Regions from separate parts of the Mus musculus genome. Here all the other regions are linked to region 2. Evidence: chromatin contacts called from public Hi-C data. All regions are on one chromosome and are shown on one strand. Each heading gives the region's core, a stretch centred on a gene start, on an enhancer-like site or on the middle of the called end of the contact. The rest is flanking DNA. Distances are from core to core; before and after follow the strand shown.

Region 1 (3,895 bases), core at 1,294-3,793, 320 kb before region 2:
CCCGTCTTTGTCTTGTTTGTGATCTGTTATCTGTTGTTGTTTTGTTTCAGGACAGGGTTTCCTCTGTGCCCTGATTGTCCTGGAACTTGCTCTTGTAGCTAGGGCTGGCCTTGAATTCATAGATCTGCCTGCCTCTGCCTCCTGAGTGATGGGATCAAAGGTATGAGCCAGCCCAACTTGGCTTGTGACCCATTGATTTTAACCAGGACTGTCTGTGTGGCAATGAGTTTAGAGCTGTGCCTTAGAGCCTGGTGGGCAACCATTTGTTGCACAACTGAATCCATCTGTAGCTAAGTTGTCAGGGACAGCTAGGAGAGGATGATCTTTTTAAAAACCCAAAGATCTGACGACCTCATCGACCTGTCTAATCTACTCCAATGATTTATGACACTTTTAACCTGATACACAATTTACAAGGCTCAGTATAGTCTTGTTTCTCCCACCCCAGCTCATTCTTCACACTGTTCCTTCCTTCACCCTGGAGGCTAACCACAGTGGGTGTTTCTCTGGTTCTTTTATAGGTGTCATTTTGCCCCCCCATCCCTCAAAGTCTTTCACACCCACTTCCTTCCCCATTTCATGTGAATAGGCCCTGTGCCTCCTGATCTCAGCTTAGACATAACTTCCCAGAAGACACTGCAGAGATCTCTCCAACAAGGTGGACTCCGCTTGCCGTATTTGCACATGGAAATACAGCCCCCGCCGGCAGAGCATGTGTCCTCGGCTGGAGTTGTCTGTTCGTGTCCCTGTGTGATTGTGTCTAATGTTGGTCTCCGTCATAGCCAGCCCTGTGACAAGCAAGACTGCCCCGTGCTTTTGCTACAGGCAGTGCTTGGCACACAGCAAGTATGCCATAAATATTTGTCAGGTGAGTGAGCGTGGACTCTGAAGAACACGCTTTGTGTCTTATTAGCTGAAGTCAGAGCAATAAAGTCCTGTTCCTCTGGTCGAGCCACCAGGACTTGGGCATAATGTGGTCATAGGAAACTCTCCAAGACAAAGCTATCCATGATCACCTAACCAGGAGTTAAAGCAAACTTCTGGGTGTTTCAGCTACATCCTCATCATGACCATTTAATCAGGAATTAAAGTCGAAATGCTAGATTGTTTTTTATTTATTTATTTTTTAAATTTATAGTATTGACCTCTTCGGTCTGAACTGTAAACTTTACCTGCAGCTTAGGTGTTTGATCCTGCCTCTGGGCTCTTCCCAGCTGCTCTGCTCACAGCCTCCCCTCACCCCTTCCAGCCTGCCTCCTCAGCTGGAAATGATTGAGGGCCTCCTGCAAAGGTAGAGGAGGGCCCCAAAGAAGACTGGGAACTGGGCAGGCTGCTCTGAGGGAGGGAAGGAGGGTGGGAGGGAGGGAGGGAGGGAGGGAGCATAGCATGGGTTCAAGTCAGTGGACTGCCTGGGGGTGTTTAGAGACTACTGCCTCCAATTCCGTCTTTTCAGACAAACCAGCTTTGGAAATCAGGGCTTGCTTATTGATCAGGTCAAGAAGCTATTATAAGATGTAGTCTGTTGCCTGTGAGGATGTTAATTCATCAGATTTAAACTAGATACCTTAGTGGGGCATAGTTACTCCTCTCTTCTTTAACTGGGATGGGATTGACTGGTCAGAGGGCTAGAATTCCAGTCCTCTGCTTTCTCTATCTTTCTGATTCTTGAATCCTAAACTCTGTTTACCAGATAGGGAGACCACTTCAGTGAACAAGAGGGAGTTCCCATCTTGTCCCATAAACACCTTAACACCCTCCCCTCCCCTCCCCCCTCTTTCCCTCCCTCCCTCCTCCCCCCCCTTTTTTCCTCTCAAGACAGGGTTTCTCTATATAGCCCCAACTGTCCTGGAACTCATGTAGACCAGGCTGGGCCCTTGAACTCACAGAGATCAACCTGTCTCTGCACACACACACACACACACACACACACACACACACCTCACCCCCCACCCTACCCCCAGCGCTGGGATTAAAGGCAGCACTAACCCAATGCCCCATAAACTTACATTTCGGAGCCTTTAAACTGCCCTTCCATAAGTTAATTTAGTTATTTCTGGAGCCCTTCAGAAAGACTCCAGCAGTCCCATGAACTCCCCGAGGCACTACTAGAGCCAGCCTAGTCTCTTTCCCTTACACTCTCCAGTTTGGAAGAAAACCTTCAGGAGAGAATGTTCACAGTGAAGGTGTCTATACCTGATTGAACTATTCTAAATTACACCCAAACTGCCCACTTCCGAATAGGAGAAAACAAATCATCAGAAGGCTGAAGTTGTGTAACAGGTAAATCTCTTCTGGACCAAGGCCCATCTCTGGTTTGGCAACCCAACCAACGTAGCATCTCTTTTCTCATCTCCTGGAAAAAAAAAAAAAAAAGAAAGAAAGCCAACAGAGAAAAAGTAGCCAGAGAACAGAGAATAAAGGTAATGATTAATCTGTCAAGTACAAAAAGAGTCATTTTGAGGATTTGGAATTATAACTCATTAATGCAAACAAATAGCAATGAGCTGGGAGGGAGGGAGGGGCTGACAGCAGAGGCAGACAAGGATTAAGTCACAGTTCCTAATTAGGACAGGCTCTCTGACACAGTCAGGTATCTCTTTAGTCGCCTCCAGAGATCCGTGCAGAGCTAAGTGAGCTTGGTTTTTTTAAAATTCTTTTTTGTTTGGTTTGGTTTTCATGTGGTAGTGAAGGCAGGAAACTGAGCGAGCAGACCTTGGTGGAAAGCTTACCTCTGGCAGAAACCCCAAGATGCCTTCTGAGAAGGACCGAGCCAAGAAGAACCTCGTGCAGAGGCTGGCCCTGAAGAGCTGTCTGGCTAAGGAGACACTCTCTGAGTTCCTGGGCACCTTTATAATGATTGTGAGTATTGCTCGATTTCCATTTTCCCAGTTCAGACCTAACCCCGCCTTCCTGGCTGCCAGGCGTCTGGAGCAGGGCGTTTGTTTTTTTGTTTTCCCTGATTATCAGTTCCAGTCCCTTCTAGGAGGCAGCAAGTCACTTTCTAGGTTACTTGACTATTTGGTGACCATTAAGAGCTTCGTTCGCTCTTAACGTGTAGCCAAGACAGTTGATAGGAGTGGAGAAGGGGGAAGGGGAGTACTTCTTCATTTTAAAATGTCTCAAAGTGGCTTTTATGATGAAAGAGTTGCTAGACATTGCTTCCCATTTGGTGACTGAGTCATCTGAAACAAACATTAATGGTCAATAGATAGCGTGGAACAGGCTGCCAAGAGAGGTGCCTGGCAGTTTTGTTTGTTTGTTTGTTTGTTTATTTATTTATTTATTTATTTGTGTGTGTGCACGAATGCACACAAGTGCATCTGAAAATGGCCTGGCAGTTTTATTTATTTGTTTGTTTGTTTGTTTATTTATTTATTTATGTGTGTGCACCAATGCACACAAGTGCATCTGAAAATGGCCTGCTGGAGTCAGCTCTCCTTCCACCATCCTTCCACCATGTGGACTCTAGGGATGGAGCTCAGGTCATCAGGCCCGGCAACAGGGACTTTTATCTCGTGAGTCATCTCACCGGACCTACTTAGTAAATCAGAACTTGGGGTTAGTATGGTGTGTGTGTGTGTGTGTGTGTGTGTGTGTGTAGCCTTGTGTTGGTTTCATATAATTTCTCCCTTTTGATTGAACTTGACTTGAGCAAATCTCTCAAGGTCTTTAAATTGAACTTCATAGAGTTAAACATGGACAGGCCTAAGAATCTCAAAAAGAGATTGGCTCAGCTATGAAAACAAACAAAACAAAGAATAAAACAGAGACCAGAAACTATTGCTACTTTCTGAACTGGTGTGAGCCCTGGCCTCAGGCTTTTTTTAAAATGGGACAGCTATTTATTTCTATTTATCTATTTATTTATTTATTTATTTATTTATTTATTTATTTA
Region 2 (4,036 bases), core at 1,520-4,019:
AGAAGAAGAAGAAGAAGGCAAAACCCCACAATTAAAAGAAAGGTCAGTCAACTTGAACAACACTAGAAATGATAATAATAACAAAATTGGTGAGCAAGAACATAAAGAGGTTTTGTGTGGTGTTCTTTTGAGATATTATGTAGCATAGGCTAGCCTCAAACTTCTTATGGAGACAAGAATGATCTTGAACTTCTAATACCCCTGCCTCTACCTCCCAAGTTCTGTGTGTGGTTTCATATACCACCGGGCCGACTTTTATGTAGTGCTGGGAGTGGAGTTTAGGGCCTCAGTGGTGTTGGGCAAGTTCTCTACCAACTGAGCAGCAGACCCAAGGCAAGAGTCCCAAGAAGTATGTTCCATCTCTTTGAGATCAAGAACCTGCGGGAAGGAGTGTGGATGCTAAGCAGAAATGTGGGAGCAACTTAAAACACCTAAGTACTGCTCCTAGAAAACAAGACATTGGGCAGGTTAACAACAGACCGGACACAGGAGAAGAGAAGATTGGTGGACCTGCTGCCATCACAGCAGAAAATATCCAGTGAAACACAGAGCAGAATAAACCAACAGCACTGGGAGAAGGCCCAAGAGGCCTTGTGTGTATTAACTAGAAAAGAAAGGGTAGGGACTGAGATATGATTGAAGAAAAGGTGACTGAAATGTCTAAGTATAATAATAATAATAATAATAATAATAATAATAATAATAATAATAAAGAAGGCTACTGAAACCCAAAATCCTTAATGATTCCCGAGCATGGGAAGTAACAAAAAATAAATAAACCAAGTCATAGCACAAGCAAAATGCCTGACAAGACATACACACACACACACACACACACACACACACACACACACACACACATACACACACCACACACACACACACACACATACACACACACCACACACACACACACACACACATACACACACACACATACACACACACATACACACACACACATACACACACACATACACACACACACACACACACACACACACACACACATAAAGCCACATAACATACAGGTAACCCAGAAAAGAATCCCACAGATACATTTTTATTGAGACATTGTGCTGTTTGTTACATATGTGAGAAAATAAATATGGACGCCGTTCCTCCATTTTCGAGACAGTTTTGAACTGTAGAATTGGAGGGCAGCTGACTAAAAAGGGTTAATGCCACCCCTAAAATCAAGTAACTTAAGAACAATTTGGTCCTCTTGAGATTTCCATTAAGATATTGTCCCATGGGTCTGCAATAGTCTTCCATCTAAGGCGAGTTTGTCCCCAGATTCCAAACAGCAATACTTATGCCATTCAATAATGAATGCATTATGACAGCCAACTATCCGAGCCACCTCTATCCATCACTAATTCTCCCTTCAACAACTGTATGGTGTGCACACATGTGTGTGCAGGTGTGCCCACACATGTATGTTCGCACGTGTGTGGAGGCCAGAGGTAAATCTCAGGCGTCTCCCTCCTCTGCTCTCCACTTTAACTTTTGAAACAAGGCCTCTCACTGAACCTGGAGCTCACTGAACCAGGAGCTCACTGATGCTGCTGGACTGGCTACCCAGCAAGCTTCAGGAGTCTCTCTGCTCTCCCAGTGCTGGGTTACAGATGTGTTCCATGGTGCTTAGGTCCTGGGGACTCCAATTCAGGTCCTAATGCTTGTGTGGCACTCGAGCACTTTGCCCACTGAGCCATCGCCTTTCTGCCTCATCTCATTCTTATTACTTACTAAGCAAACTTCCCCAATTATTCTGTTATGTTTATGAGTGTTTGCCTTCGTATATATGTTCACCCCATGCATGCAGGGCCCATGGAAGCCAGAAGAGGGCACTGGACACCTTAAACTGCAGTTTAAGGTAGTGAGTTTCCAAGTGGGTACTGGAAACCAAACCCCAGTCTTCTGCAAAAGCAGCCAGTGCTCTTAATCACTGAGCCATCTCTCCAATTCTCTTCCCTTTCTTTTCTGCCTGTTGGGCACAGCAGGGCTCTTGGTTCTTACAGAGATCTGTCCTCTACACTGCATAGCGCTGCATGCTAAGCTCACCAATGTTCTGTTAGTCTAGTCTTATCAAAACCTCCCATAGCCTCACCTTGAAGGGTATAAAGCCCTGAACCTCTTAAGTAACTAGGCACACACACACACACACACACACACACACAGCAAACCCTTTTACAGGTCTCACAAGAATTTAAATTTAAGGCTAAAAGTTCCAGTGTCAAAAACTGCTGCCTATGGGAATTGTGGGTATTTGAAGCTCTGCCTACAGTTCAGGAAACACCCTTTGTGGGTGAGCTCCCTTCCCACACAGATGGAAGAGTGAGGATATAACCCTGGAAGTAGCGCATAGGGAAGTGGAAATGCGACTGGAAGGATCCTTCCACTGCCGTTACACACAGTCCACCCAGGCACTGTTTTCTGTCAAATCTCATGAAATAAGGATATAGAAGGCAGCCCTAAGAGATCCGGACAGGAAGCCTGCAGGCTTAGTGACAAGCACCTCAGCGCCCAGCAACAGAAGAGGAGGAGGAGGAGGAGGAGGAGGAGGAGGAGGAGGAGGAGGAGGAGGAGGAGGAAACAGACCTGCAGAGACTGGATAACTCAAATGAGGTCAGATGACTAGCTAGTGGCAAGTGAGTCCTGAGCCCAGGTCTTCTAACTCCAGGATGAAAGTACCTTCATTATGCCTGCCTCTTCTCTTTTGGCATCAGGAAAAGAAACAGACACCAACTTCCTGATGATGACTCATGCTCAGGGTTTCCCAACAACAATGTTACTGAGATGCGAGGCTGCATCACTCTTTAGTGGAAGGGGAGGCCTGTTCTTAGCATGACCTCAGACCTCTGCCCACTAGAAGCAAATAGCACTCCACATGCCCCCACCCCTAAGTGTTTAACAACTGAAAAGTACTTCCAGAAATAGCTGGCATGTGGCTCAGTGGGTAGAGTGCTTGCCTAGCATGAACAAAGCACTGGGCTCTAGCTCCAGCGCTGTATAAATAGGGCGTGTTCTTGCAAACCTGTAATCCAACACTCTAAGGTAGATAGATGCAGGAGGATTAGAAGTTGATGGTTACCTTCTGCTATATAGCAAGTTTGAAGCCAGACTGAGAAACTCAAAACCCTGTCTCCAAAATAATAATATTAATTTTTAAGTCCTCAGATAATGCTATGAAAGCAACCAGGATAGTAAGGAAGAAACAAACGCCCCCATCTGGGTGAAACTGGTTTGAGTGTGAGCTCCTGTTCTGGAGATGATTCTAGTTCATTTGGAGGTTAATGATGGGGCAGAGCAGACAGGAAGTGAGTCGTTAAAGGAACCTCACTGCCAGGCATAGGAAGGTTGATTCCAGAGAATGCTGTCCAGGAATCTGAGAGAGCACAGTGAAGAGGTTGGCTCTGTTGTACAAAGGAACAAAGTCAGAAAAGGAACTTGTCTTTTTGCCACCAGTCTGGGCCCAGGGAACTCAGCAGCAGGAAAGGAAGAAATGTAAAGCCCAGGCCATGATCTAAAAAGCCCTCTCTTTTCAGCCCATCTCTCAGCCTGCTCCATCTATGACTGCTGCACCCACCGCCCCACCCTAGCCACTCTGAAGGTGTTGGTGCCGGAAGGCAGCCTAGGACTCACCAATGCGGCAAGGTTCAGGCTGTATACATACAACATCTTACATGAGCATCACAAGGTGTTGGGTAAAACAGCCAGACACAAAAGACCTACTGTGTGACTCTATTGACACAAAGTTGAAGAACAGAAGAAACACATTCCCATTGATAGGAGGAAGTGGTGGTTTTGGGTGCTGGTATTGCTAGAGACGACTGAGGGCATCCTCTGGGTATGGAGACCTCTGTCGCGATCCTGAAGGAGGCTTGTGAATGGGTAGAAATCCACAGAGCTATACATTTAGGATGGTCATACCTTCCTGTATGTTTCTATAAATAAGCTCTATCCCCTTAAAAATGAATGTTGACTCTGGAACCAAGTGGGTGTGGATTCCAGCCCTGCAGGTGATTCTGGCTAA
Region 3 (3,596 bases), core at 889-3,388, 260 kb after region 2:
TTGTAACATAAAAAATGTATTCCCATGGGCAATGATGGCACACGCCTTTAATCCCAGTACTCAAGAGGCAGATCTCTGTAAGTTTGAGGCCAGCCTGGTCTACAGAGTGAGTTCCAGGACAGCCAGGGCTACACAGAGAAACCCTGTCTCATAAAACAAACCACTCATCAAAAGCATCTCATATAGGCTGGCTAGAACTCAGCAGCTAAGAGCACCAGCTGCTCTTCTGAAGGACCTGGCTCAATCCCCGCCCACTCACATCTGTCTGTAACTCTAGTTCCAGGAGACCTGAATCCCAAAGGCATAAAAATGGCACACAGATATATAAAGGCAGGCAAAACACCCGTAAAATAAAAATTTGATTTTTAAAATGAGAGAAAAACGTAAGCATCAACAGGTAGCTTTCGGCAGCTTTTACCTGTGTTCCGCTTCCTCTGTCAGCAATGACTCCTCGCTCTCCCTCTCGGGTTCCATAGCCTGAGGCACTACTCCGATTCCCGGGGGGCGCTCCCCTCACAGTGTGTCCAGAGACTTCTCTCCCAGATCTTTCTGGCCTTTCAACTCTGTTAACATAGCACAAGAATCAAAACCTCACTTTATATTCTTAAAAACTCAAATGCACAGTAAATGCACAGTATACCATGAAGAAATTACTAAGAACTACCGTGACTCCCGTTTCTCTGTGGACATATTCGCTTCGCTTTTCCAGGAAGTTGGTCTAGAAGGATTGGGCACAGTCTCTCGAGGGTGTCTGGGGTGAGCGACCTCAGGTCGGTCATGAAGGATTACTGTTCTTCTCTCGTCTCTCTCCCCTCGGACCTCTCGTCTGTCTGTTTCTCTAAGTTCATTTCTTGGTGGTGGAGGCTCATTTCTTCTGGAATCACTGAAGTTTTTAGGGTACCTTTCAAAACTTGGCTCTTCTCTTCGGGCTGCTGGTCTCGGTTTCTTTCCTTCACTTTGACCAACAAACCGTTCCCGTCTATTGAAGAAAAACAAATACAGGTCCTCAGAAGTGTTGACTTGCTCAGATTCTCAACTTGATCTGCATAACCTATAGTGATGAAACCTTCTTTTAAGGGAAATTATGGCAAGGCTGCCAGAAAAGCCCTCATTACTGCAATGATCTTCTTTTAAATTGAGCTGTCTAATACAAAGGCTGGTTTGTTTTTCAGGAGAGATTTTATCGGTGGAGTCACTACCAGCCTGCATGGTTTACTGTTACAGCCATGGCACATCCAAAATTAGCATTCCCCATTCACACATTCTATTGTTTTTTATGGGGGAGAGGCTCAAATGGCTGTGTAGCCTTGGCAGGTCTGAACTCCTGACTCTTCAGCTCCTACCTCCCAAAGCCTCTTTCCAGTTGAAGGTAAGAAGACCACAGCACTCTCCCACCAGTGAAAACCAAAACTAGACACACAGTTTGTTCTGAACACTCAGTGTGGACTTAGCACTTCACTAAGATCTTACAGAGAACCAACGTTGGGACTAGCAAGGCTCCTATCTCACTGTAGTGTCCACCAACCTTTCAAAGGATGACTGCACAGATGCAGTGTCAGGAAACCTGGCCCGTTCTCGGTGACTGAAGTCAAGGAACCTGCTCTGTTGACGATAGTCAGACCCATGGCCGAATCGTGCCTCTGTATCTAGAGATAACTTTTTATTCTCGCTCCAGTAAGGGTCATCTCGCCTTGAAGAGAAATTTTTGCTCATTTATATAAATTATTTGATAATTACCAAACAGCGTTCTTTTGGATTCATAGATATGTTGGAACAGTCAACAACATAAAAGGCTACTAAACTCAAGATACAACAGTGAGTAGCAGGGACAGAACTAGCTGTTAAATCCCGTGTCATAAATATGAGGAGGAAAGTATTGAAACACTGTCGGTTTTTTGTGTGTGCACACATGTAAATGTGTGTCTGGGTACACACACCTGTGCGTGTGGGTCATGTGGCTGCCTCCACCTTACTTCTTAAGACAGAATCTCTCACTGAACCTGGAGCTCACTGAATGAACTAGACTGGTTGTCCCGAGAGCTCCAGGGATATCTGCCTGTCTGCCTCTTCAAAGCTAGGATTACAGGCACATACTTCTGCACTCATCTTTTTCCATGGGTGCTGGGGATATAAACACAGATCTCATGCTTGCCCAGCAGTCACTCTGCCCACTAGGTCATCTTTCTAGCCTAAACTTCCTGTTCTTACATCTTCAAACAAAAAAAGAGGAAACTCCTGACATCGTGTCATAACGGATTCTAAGCAGCAGTTATCAGTTATTCCTTTTTCCCCTTAAAGTGCAGGGGATGACCCCGGACCTGTCTCATGAAAGGGAAGTACCCCAAGACCGAGCTGCATCCTTAGCCTCAGCAACTGTGACCCTCACAGACGCTGGAGAAGACCAGAGCACCCATTTCTCCACTAAAACAAAAAACAAACAAAAATCTAAAGTGCTCAGAACTTGTACTAAGAAAACTATATTAAAAAATTATATTTTAAACTCTACCAAGGAAGCATGAATATAAACACACCAATTCATGACTTCCATTTGTTTATTCTCTGCCTTGGTAAGTATTTTAAAGGCCTGACTTTGAGAACTATCAACCCTGATTATGTCTGTGTCGCTCCAGTTTTAATAAGAAGTCATCTGGTGTGAGAAGAGGCAAGCTAGAGAAAGCAGACCGCTCCTGTCTGCTAGCGCACGCCAGACCGAGAAAGAAGAAAGGAAGCAGCTACCTATGGTCTACGTCACGTGGGCGTTTCAAAGAATTCCTTTTTTCTTGTTCATAGCGAAGCTGCTGCTGCTGCCTTCTGAGCTCCTCTCTCTCCCGAGCAATCCTTTCAGCTTCCCTGCGCCGCTCCTTCAGACACACGGGAAGGAACCAGATACAAAGTAAAGACAGAAGGTAAGTGTGCATCTGGGCTGAGAAGCCATCGCAAAGAAGCACCAGCTAGAGCACATACCTGGGACACATACATTACATTTGAGTCATCTAGACTACAGCTACTGTTGGGTGACAGCAAAAGAACAGGGCTGAGGGGCGGAGACTGGTGAGCGTGTGGGGGAGGGTCAGAGGTCATTTAATAAATTGACTTAAGCAAAAGCACCTAAAAGGAACGAGTAAACTAGGTTTTCTTAAGTGCCTTAAGCCCTGGGTGGCAACTATGCAGAGAGGCATTGTTTTCTTCCAGCCTTGGGTAAGGACTTACTTGTTATTTTTTTTTTTTCTAAGTCTGGGGTGGTGACAGAGCCTGGATTACAACTACTCTGGACTCAGTCCTATGCTCGTACTATTAGGCTGCCATTATACTGCAGAGCTACAGGCTACTTGCAATCAACAAGGAAGTCGCCATTCAGCACACTTAACTAGTGTCAGGGGCACTTCAGTGCTCATTCGGAGCTACAGGAGCTTTACAGGAAGTAAAGCAAACTGGAGGGCAAAAAAATGACAGGGTTTGCAAAGGTGAGTTGTTCAAGATGAAAAGATTTTCTGACTGCACCTGTTCAATACGAATGCGTTCCCTTTCCAAGCGTTCGCGTTCCATTCTCTCTCTCTCTAGTTTTTGCCTTTCAATTTCTAGGCGCTCTCTCTCTC

Evidence for each region. Hi-C and Micro-C count contacts between places; a contact is called where the count stands out from the background.
Region 1: a contact with region 2 is called in a Hi-C map of erythroblasts, with 1.7 times the contacts expected there. The contact joins the promoter of Aqp9 here to the enhancer-like site in region 2. A contact is called at or near these places in 1 of 39 promoter capture datasets (liver), 4 of 484 Hi-C or Micro-C datasets (the G1E-ER4 cell line, LSK cells, erythroblasts and 1 more), 1 of 115 datasets of contacts at active chromatin or transcription factors (the HPC-7 cell line) and 1 of 9 other capture datasets (bone marrow-derived macrophages).
Region 3: a contact with region 2 is called in a Hi-C map of granulocyte-monocyte progenitors, with 2.3 times the contacts expected there. The contact joins two enhancer-like sites. A contact is called at or near these places in 1 of 39 promoter capture datasets (the C10 cell line), 2 of 484 Hi-C or Micro-C datasets (granulocyte-monocyte progenitors and myeloid progenitors), 1 of 115 datasets of contacts at active chromatin or transcription factors (the HPC-7 cell line) and 1 of 9 other capture datasets (adipose tissue).

The regions. Positions count from the first base shown.
Region 1 is chr9:71,161,937-71,165,831 of GRCm38.p6, reverse strand. Aqp9 (aquaporin 9) reads left to right here and starts at 2,543. Exons shown (of 6, transcript NM_022026.3): 1 at 2,543-2,859. The coding sequence starts at 2,749.
Region 2 is chr9:70,841,299-70,845,334 of GRCm38.p6, reverse strand. The region is part of intron 1 of Lipc (lipase, hepatic); the gene reads left to right. Among named protein-coding and RNA genes, the nearest start is that of Gm32017, 71 kb to the left of the region's middle. Within about 2 kb of position 2,769, at least 151 of the 459 cell types and tissues checked have an H3K27ac peak or open chromatin away from gene starts, as enhancers often do. A contact at or near this core is called in the G1E-ER4 cell line, the HPC-7 cell line, LSK cells and 5 more, where this site is marked.
Region 3 is chr9:70,584,018-70,587,613 of GRCm38.p6, reverse strand. Sltm (SAFB-like, transcription modulator) reads right to left here. Exons shown (of 21, transcript NM_025690.4): 15 at 3,502-3,596; 16 at 2,737-2,861; 17 at 1,526-1,690; 18 at 665-979; 19 at 419-563. Among named protein-coding and RNA genes, the nearest start is that of Sltm, 43 kb to the right of the region's middle. Within about 2 kb of position 2,138, at least 68 of the 459 cell types and tissues checked have an H3K27ac peak or open chromatin away from gene starts, as enhancers often do. A contact at or near this core is called in the HPC-7 cell line, granulocyte-monocyte progenitors and myeloid progenitors, where this site is marked.